Linked DNA regions of Mus musculus: region 2 is linked to region 1. A link is a contact called in public promoter capture Hi-C data. All regions are on one chromosome and are shown on one strand. Each heading gives the region's core, a stretch centred on a gene start, on an enhancer-like site or on the middle of the called end of the contact. The rest is flanking DNA. Distances are from core to core; before and after follow the strand shown. Region 1 holds the start of Slc44a5 (solute carrier family 44, member 5). Region 2 overlaps Slc44a5 (solute carrier family 44, member 5).

Region 1 (4,820 bases), core at 1,243-3,742:
TTTCTTGGGTCCGTGTGTCCTGGGAAAGTCTGATTATTTGTGTTTCTGGATCAACAGTTAATGTGTAAATGACAAGTTCCATTAATCTTGTCCTGCAAGCATCTCACTGTCAAACTAGATTTACTCTGGAAAGGGTTATCCCTTCTTGACAGACAAAAACCAAAGTGGCTTGTTCTGAGGGAAGGGAAGATGAAAAGGGATGAGGGAGAAGAGGGGGAGGAGGAAGAAAGGGGAGGAAGAAGGGAGGGAGGGAGAAGGGAGAGGGAGGGAGAAGAGGGAGGGAGGGACAGAAGGGAGGGAGGAGAAGGAGGAAGAAGAGGGAGGAGGAAGGGGAGTGAGGAAGAAGAGGGAGCAGAAAGGGGCTGTGTCTTTCCACACATCTCTTCTGTTAACTCCCCCGTCATTCCTTCTGCCTCACTTGCATCTTTCTGAGCCTTGGCCAAGCAGGTTCATTCCTAGAGTGAGATTTTTCCCAGCCAGCATGTACTGTAGAATGAGAGTCTGCACTTTCATGGCCCATTTAAGGTCTGCGAGGGTCTGGGTGGGTAAGAACTGCCTTCCTGCCAGCAGAGAGCAACATCAGCAGTGCTGAAACAGTCCTTCTGTTTGGCTCGGTGGTGCCATATGGCTTCATACAGTGTAGAGTGTGCACCCTGTCAATCGGAGGTTACACGAATTCTTTGCTATGTGGCAAGGAGAGAAAAGTGTCTTGCATGGATAAATTCTGTCAGCCTTCACAGAGGGCCTTGAAAGACTCATCAGTGGGGGATGGGGGCGGGGTTATGAGGTCTAAGGCCTCGCTGCTGACCAGAAGTCACAGTGCTTTTAAGGAAAGTCATTTAAGTACAATTGCTGTCAGCAGGTGACAGTTTCAACAATGAGATACCCACAGTGTTTGTAGGAACGTCTCTGGAGAATGTCGGATGATGATTTTTAACCCTTTCCAGTAAGCCATTCAAAATCCTGACATCCAGGCAGAGCACTTAAGTAAACTGGAATCCCCAGCAAAAACTAGGGAAAAGAACAAGAAGCAAACCCAAGGTCCTTGCACTGCTGTGGTCCAAAGCAACACATTTCATCCTAGGCCTAGCTCTCACCGCGGGATGACCCCAAGGGATAACCCCAAGGGGTGTAAGGAGTCTCTGTCCCACAGGCTATGAGGTCCACTGCGTTGCAAACCAACTTTAAACATTGATCGTTCTTCCTGGAAACAACCCTCGGGTTCCTGTCTGTATATGCATGCCCTTCTCGTGCTGCTTGGTGCCTTGTCACCCCCTTCCCTCTGTCCCCAGTGCTGCAGCCAGGGAAGGATCTGGCAGCGAGTCACTACCTCGCTGAGTTTGCGCTCCGCGCACCTGTTCCCCAGGGCTGATGGGAGCCAAGCAGGAGGCAGGTTTTCCCTGGTTTCGCCCAAAGTGAGCAGAGGTGCCTCGAGTTACCCTAGCAACAAGCTCTTCCCACAACCTTCCAGCATCCTTTCCACCCCTCAACTTTCCAACTTTTGGCAAATGTATTTCCAAAGAAGCAACAGGGGGATGACCCAGTTGGAGTCCAAGCCCGTCTGGACAAGAGCCCACAAGGATCTGGCTAGTAGCAAGGCCCTTGACAATAGGTTGGGGTGGGGAGAGAGACAGCCAGACAACCAGGGATGGGAAGATTAAGAAAATGGATGCAGAACTTGCCTGCCCCCCCCCCCCCGCAGCCGCCCCTCCCCGCGTGCCCCGGGAGATGAAGGAGGGGAAAGAATCAGGGCTTTAGGAAAAGAGACAGATGAGAGGAGATGAAGATAGAGAGATAGAGGTTGGAACAGGAGAGGGAGAGAGACTGACTCTAGCAACCAAGTCACTTCTCCTCAGGAGCCAGGCAAAATGCAACAGATACCCGATCCCCAAGCCGCAGTGTAGAAAGGGAGTGTGGTGACAAGAGTCTCCAGGTTCCAAACCAGAGACAAACTCCTTCTCAAGAGTCCCCGAGGCCGAGGGAGACAACCGTGTGCAGAAGAGTCTCTCCCCAACCCATCCCCTGCAGAAGGCAAACTCTTGCCCGCTGCTACCTGCCACTTGGCCAAGCCAGGCTGCGATACCGCCAGCGGAGACGTGGATATGGAGGTGGAGACGAGAAGGACTCACCCTGGCTGCTGGGGGGCTTTCTCTTCCGGGCCATCCTCAGTCTGGTCCCTTCCCCCCCGGGTCCGCCGCGCAGAGCCTCCTGTGCCGCGCAGCCCCGGGAGCTCCGTCGCCTGAGCTCAGCGAGCTCTTTGTGGCGGTGATGGCATATGCCAGGCGGCGGCGGTCAGGTTGCGCGCTCCACTCCACTCGGCTCTGCTGCGCGGGCGCAGTCGCCCCTCAGCTGCCCGCCGCCAGACCGAGCCCCCGCACGCTCTGCGGCGGCCACGGCGGCCCCCTCTGCTGTGCGGCGCCTCTACTGGAGGCGCAGCGCCGGGTCCCCGGAGCGCCAACCCAGCGCCCACCTCCCTCGATCGCGCGCCCGCCCTCCCCACGCGTCCCCCTCCCCACTCGCCGAGCCCTCCGTCCCACGGGCGCCGCCAGCCCTGGCACGGCACCCTCGTCCAGCGACAGTTGGTAGCGGCTGAGGACGGCAGGGACATTCCAGTCAGCAGGATTCAAGGGGGCTGTTGGACTGAACCCCAGTCTGGCATTCCTGTTTCTCAAGGGCACCGGGGTCCCCAGCTGACTGAGACAGGATCTGTCCATCACCTAAAAGAGCAGTCCTCCTCCGCAGACCCTGAATCACACCTGGGCGATGCGCTGGAGTGTCAGCTACTTCTGGTCCTCCTGAGGGAAGATGTTAAGCTGGAGGACCTGCAGGGAAAGAGAAGTGAATTCCCACAAATGGCCTGTCACCAGACCCTGGCAGGTGACCTTGCTCGGGTCCCAAGGCTCTTCATTTTGAGAGTTCAGCATCGCTTCTTGAGCTGCCAGGAAAAGGCAAATAAAGTTTGCCTATCTGGGTTAGAGTTGGTGCCCTGATTTCTTAACCTCCTACAGAAACTTAGGCCCTGGGGTCCCATTCTTTCTCGCTCTGGTTAGGAGGCCTACTGGCAAAGTTTCAAGTTCCCTGGAACTGTCCCCTCCTGGGTGCTAACGAGGGGCAGGTTGGTATATCCTGCTACTGCCCCCAGGCAACAGGAAAAGCTAAAGTTTAGGGCTAATCTGAAAATATAAAGGAGTCAGGGCTTTAAAAGAGTGGCAGATGCGGGACTAGTGTCTGGGATCCAAGCATTCGGGAGACAGAGGCACGAGGATGGCCATGAGTTTAAATCTACACTGTAGAGGTGGTTTAATAGTCCAAAGCACTTCCAATTCACATTTTTCTTTTCTTGTTCCTAAGTACAGCTTCCCATACAATCTATCTAATATTCAGCTGTGATGGTTTGTATATGCTCAACTCAGGGAGTGGCACTATTTGAAGGTGTGGCTTTGTTGGAGTGGGTGTGTTACTGTGGAAGTGGTCTTCAGATAAAGATGTAGAACTCTCAGCTCTGCCTGCATCATGCCTGCCTAGATGCTGCCCTGATCCCACCTTGATGATAATGGACTGAAACTCTGAACCTGTAAGCCAGCCCAATTAAATGTTGTCCTTATAAGAGTTGCCTTGGTCATGGTGTCTGTCCACAGCAGTAAAACCCTAACTAAGACATCGGTGATTACAACTCAATACCCATTGACAGAAGGTTATCCCAGATCTAGTATAGTTTAATAGAAAAAAAAAAAAAAAAAAAAAAAAAAAAACACCAGAGTCAAAAACCACTGATAAGTTCTAGACTTGGGTCATTATACCTCTGTAAGATTGGGTGAGTCACTTAATTCCTCTGGTGGTTTTCTGTTTTCTGGTCCTGTCAAACGTCATGTCAAAGAGTCTGAGATATTTCAAGCAAGCAATGTGACTCAGACCTGTCATCTAGTGCCTGAGAGGCAGAGAGGCAGAGAGGCAGAGAGGCAGAGAGGCAGAGAGGCAGAGAGGCAGAGAGGCAGAGAGGCAGAGAGGCAGAGAGGCAGAGAGGCAGAGAGGCAGAGAGGCAGAGAGGCAGAGAGGCAGAGAGGCAAAGAGGCAGAGAGGCAGAGAGGCAGAGGCACGAAGACGCAAGAAGCAAGAGAGGCAGGAAAGGCAGGAAAGGCAGAGGCACAGAGGCAGAGGGAGGCAGAGGGAGGCAGAGGGAGGCAGAGGGAGGCAGAGGGAGGCAGAGAGGCAGAGTCAGGGGCAGAGGGGCAGAGGCAGAGGCAGAGGGGGCAGAGGGGCAGAGGGGCAGAGAGAGAGGCAGAGAGAGAGGCAGAGAGTCAGAGAGAGTCAGAGAGAGTCAGAGAGAGAGAGGCAGAGAGAGAGGCAGAGAGAGAGGGGCAGAGAGAGAGGCAGAGAGAGAGAGGCAGAGAGAGAGGCAGAGGGGCAGAGGGGCAGAGGGGCAGAGGGGCAGAGGGGCAGAGGGGCAGAGGCAGAGACGTCCACCTAGTGAGCTCCAGGCCAGCCAGGACTACATAGTAGACCTTGTCTACAAAACAAATATTGGACTGTGATGGCCAATTAGTCCTGGTTGTTAGTTTGATTACACCTGGAATCAACTGAAACCCAGGCTGCTGGGCAGGCCTGTGAGGGATTTTATTCGGGTTACTTGAAGTCGGTAGCCTCACCCTAAATCTGAGCAGCACTTGCTAATGGCAGCCTAGGTGGTGGAGAAAGGAAGTTTGATGTCCTGCCTATTTGGCCTCACTCTCTCTCTAGCAAGTCCACTCAGCCTGTTGCCGAGACACACCCTTAGAAATGACATCAGTGGGCACTGCAAAATGGAATGGGAAAACTCAGAC
Region 2 (4,489 bases), core at 1,092-3,591, 99 kb before region 1:
GTGCAGGGAATAAAAGGGAGAGAAGCAAATAACATAAATAAAAAGCCAACAAACCCAGAAATTAAATTTTATTTTAAAAAAAGTCACTTCCTAAGCATCAAGGAGAGTAGAGTCTTCAAATACTTGAAAGATTTTCTTTTCTTTTTTACACCCAACTATTGCTTAAAGTTGCTATGCACAGCTCAGAGAGAGAGAGACAGAGAGAGAGAGAGAGAGAGAGAGAGAGAGAGAGAGAGCGCTGTCAAGCTGGCATGTTCAGTACAGAAGGCCTGGAGTTCAGGTCCCAGAACCCACAGGGCAAGCTAAGCATCCTGTGCCTGCCCACAACCCTAGCTCCAAGGGGTTGGAGACAGGAGATCCACAAGGACTTGCAGGTGTCCACTATAGTGGAGAAACTGTGAACCCCAGGCTCAGGCAAAGACCTTCCCGCAAAGTATGGGGAGAGTGACAATGGAGCATACTGGATGCCTTCTGGATTCTGCACATGCATACAGACACTTGTGCCCTTCTGTGCATACATGCAGACACAATGCCCTTCTGCACATGCATGCAGACACATGTGCCCTTCTGCACATGCATGCAGACATGTGTGCCCTTCTGCACATACATGCAGACACATGTGCCCTTCTGCACATACATGCAGACACATGTGCCCTTCTGCACATACATACAGACACATGTGCTCTTCTGCACATGCATACATACATGCAGACACATGTGCCCTTCTGCACATACATGCAGACACATGTGCCCTTCTGCTCATGCATACAGACACATGTGCTCTTCGGCACATGCATACATGCATGCAGACACATGTGCCTCCTGTACATGCATATAGACACATGTGCTCTTCTGCACATGCATACATACATGCAGACACATGTGCCCTTCTGCACATACATGCAGACACATGTGCCCTTCTGCTCATGCATACAGACACATGTGCTCTTCGGCACATGCATACATACATGCAGACACATGTGCCCTTCTGCACATACATGCAGACACATGTGCCCTTCTGCTCATGCATACAGACACATGTGCTCTTCGGCACATGCATACATGCATGCAGACACATGTGCCTCCTGTACATGCATATAGACACATGTGCCTTCACTCAAATGTGCACATACCATATATTCACATGTACACATACACATAAATAAGTAAATAAATAGTATCTTTTGAAACTAATTATCTCAAGGTTGTTAGTTGGATTCCAGAAGAGCAAACCAGGGCCATATGGGGCATCCCTGCTACGGATTTCCCAAGTGTCTGAACACAGCTGCACTGGGACAGATGCTATGGAAGGAGTGAGACTGCCTTTACCATCAAATGGTGCAAATGCCACATCCATCTTGAAGCTATGTATGCCTTAAAAGTTTATTCACAGGTCTTGGTCACAAAATTCATATACTTTCACAAGTAAGTTTTTTTTTCTTGCCATTTTAAACTCTAGGAGCAGTGTTATTTGTGACCAATTTAAACTCTAAGGAAATGTTCAAATTTCTGATAAGTTTATTATATTTATCTACTGGAAAGCTTTGGGGCCATGAAAAATAGCTTTCTCAAAGAACAAAGAAATGGGAAACTAGACATGGTAGTTTTAAGACAAAGAAAACATACTCAACTTCATGTCATATTCCCCTAAATATTTCAAAGAAACCACTTTGGCAAATATTAAAGAAAGCTTTAGAGATGCATTTTTTTCCCACTGCCTGCTACAAGCAGCGCATGCAGGACTTGTGTGATGCTCATGTTAGTGGTCCTTACTTTTGTCTACACTGCCCTTTAAGCTGATGCCGTCTGAATTTCAGTGCTTAGTGCCCGGCATCCTAAGTACTCAATAAATGTAGCAAAACCGGTTAGTAAATAGTGTAATGGACACACACACAAGCACATGGCTGTTTCCTTTGGAGTAAATGGAAGTAACCATCATTTTTTTCTTCCTTAAAAATGAAATGCATAAGCCGGGCGTGGTGGTGCACACCTTTAATCCCAGCACTCGGGAGGCAGAGGCAGGCAGATTTCTGAGTTCGAGGCCAGCCTGGTCTACAAAGTGAGTGCCAGGACAGCCAGGGCTACACAGAGAAACCCTGTCTCGAAAAACAAAAAAAAAAAAAAGAAAAAAAGAAAAAGAAATGCATGTTAAAAATTCTAAAACCGTAACTTGTATAATGACAGAAAGTTATCACCAAGGGATGCATTCCTACAGAGAATATGTTGTAAGGATTATATTGTATGGCTGCCCAGAAGAGGCAAATCTGTAGACAGATACCAGCATTCATGGAGGGTTGGGTCACGGGGACAGCAATTGATTACGAGTGAGTTTTATTGCTGGGGTGATGAAAATGTTCTAAAATTAGATTATGGTGATGGCTTCCCAACTGTGCAGGCATAGTGCAAAGCACTGAGCTGTGTAGTTTAAATGGGGGAATTTTATGAAACATAAATTACATCTCAATAAAGTGGTTCAAAATATTGTTCATGTTATCTGTAAACAGTATTTTGTTACAAGCTCTTTCCGGTTTCATCCGAATCCATAAACAAAATGTCAGACTGTGGCTCAGGATAGCTCTCTGAAAACTAATTTATTTTTTTTTCTCATAACATCTCAGCTGCACACAATGAAGACAAGGCTAGGAGGACTGTAAGACCTTCACACGATCTCAGCTGCACACAATGGAGACAGGGCTAGGAGGAGCTGTGAGACCTTCACAGGATCTCAGCTGCACACAATGGAGACAGGGCTAGGAGGAGCTGTGAGACATTCACAGGATCTCAGCTGCACACAATGGAGACAGGGCTAGGAGGAGCTGTGAGACCTTCACAGGATCTCAGCTGCACACAATAGAGACAGGGCTAGGAGGAGCTGTGAGACCTTCACAGGATCTCAGCTGCACACAATGGAGACAGGGCTAGGAGGACTGTAAGACCTTCACATGATCTCAGCTGCACACAATGGAGACAGGCCTAGGAGGAGCTGTGAGACCTTCACAAGATCTCAGCTGCACACAATAGAGACAGGGCTAGGAGGAGCTGTGAGACCTTCACAGGATCTCAGCTGCACACAATGGAGACAGGGCTAGGAGGAGCTGTGAGACCTTCACAGGATCTCAGCTGCACACAATAGAGACAGGGCTAGGAGGAGCTGTGAGACCTTCACAGGATCTCAGCTGCACACAATGGAGACAGGGCTAGGAGGAGCTGTGAGACCTTCACAGGATCTCAGCTGCACACAATGGAGACAGGGCTAGGAGGAGCTGTGAGACCTTCACAGGATCTCAGCTGCACACAATGGAGACAGGGCTAGGAGGAGCTGTGAGATCTTCACAAGATCTCAGCTGCACACAATAGAGACAAGGCTAGGAGAAGCTGTAAGACCTTCACAGGATGTTCATCTATTTTACATCCCACCTCCACCTCCTTTTCTTGTTCCTCTCACACTGCTGGCTCTCCTCTCCCCAGCTAGCACATGATACATTCCTTAGGTTTTTCTTTTTCAGAGGTAAGACAAATTGGTCTTTTAAAGAACAGATATGTTTTTAAGTCTGTGTATGTGGGTCTTCACAGGAGTGCGTGCACATTATTCAGTATCCTTAGACGCCAGAGGCATCGGATCCGTGTGAATCTGGAGTTTTAGCATCTGTGACCTTCCCAATGTGAACCATGGACGCTGAACTCAAGTCCTCCATAGGAACAGTTTGCACTCAACCACCAAGCCCTCTCTCCAGACCTAGAAATAGTCTGCTGTTTTGTCAGGTTTTGAAACATAGTCGCCTAGACTGGCCTCAAACTCTACATAGCTGAATGTAGCCTGGAATTCCTAACCCTCCTGGCCCTGCAGCCCCACCTCCTAAGCGCTGTGATTTCAAGTGTGGCCTTCCACATCTGGTTATTTGTTAGCTTATAAACTAGATAACCTGGAGTAGAATCTCTTTTGTTTTATTATTCTCTCTCTCTCTCTCTCTCTCTCTTTCTCTCTCTCTCTCTCTCTCTCACACACACACACACACACACACACACACACACACGCATTTCACTTTAGGAACACCTATTGACACATCTGAAAACATGGAAGGTTCTATACAATAAGCTCATAGTGGCTGAGGCCGTTATTTATCTCCTCCCTATGGTGTGCATTACCGTCTCTAGCATGGCCAGTATTGATTGTCAGCTTCTGAGTGCACAGCCACCTTGGAGACAAATCTCTGCACATATCCTGACCTATTTTCTGAATCAAGTTAATTGATGTAGGAAGACCCAACCTCACTGCCCAACAAAACAGAAAGGAGAAAGTGAGCTGAGTGAGCTGAGCGCTAGTCCCCACCCCCACCCTCCCACCTCCACCACCCTCCCCCTCCACCACCCCCCCACTCCCATTTGCCTCTGTTTCCCTACCGTGAAGGCAGTGTCCTCAGCTGCCTCCCCCTCCTGCCAACAAGTTACCCAACCCCACCCCAGGATGGCTTGCACTCTGCAGCTGTGG

What was found. Promoter capture Hi-C pulls out the DNA fragments that hold promoters and counts their contacts.
Region 2: a contact with region 1 is called in a promoter capture Hi-C map of trophoblast stem cells, with 3 times the contacts expected there. The contact joins the enhancer-like site here to the promoter of Slc44a5 in region 1. A contact is called at or near these places in 6 of 39 promoter capture datasets (embryonic stem cells, hematopoietic stem and progenitor cells, hippocampal neurons and 3 more), 9 of 484 Hi-C or Micro-C datasets (the G1E-ER4 cell line, embryonic stem cells, extraembryonic ectoderm and 3 more) and 2 of 115 datasets of contacts at active chromatin or transcription factors (both in embryonic stem cells).

What each region holds. Positions count from the first base shown.
Region 1 is chr3:153,971,108-153,975,927 of GRCm38.p6, reverse strand. It overlaps Slc44a5 (solute carrier family 44, member 5), which reads right to left and starts at 2,492. Exons shown (of 22, transcript NM_001081263.1): 1 at 2,130-2,492. The coding sequence starts at 2,163.
Region 2 is chr3:154,070,658-154,075,146 of GRCm38.p6, reverse strand. All of the region lies in intron 1 of Slc44a5 (solute carrier family 44, member 5), which reads right to left. Among named protein-coding and RNA genes, the nearest start is that of Gm40185, 27 kb to the left of the region's middle. Within about 2 kb of position 2,341, at least 6 of the 459 cell types and tissues checked have an H3K27ac peak or open chromatin away from gene starts, as enhancers often do. A contact at or near this core is called in trophoblast stem cells, where this site is marked.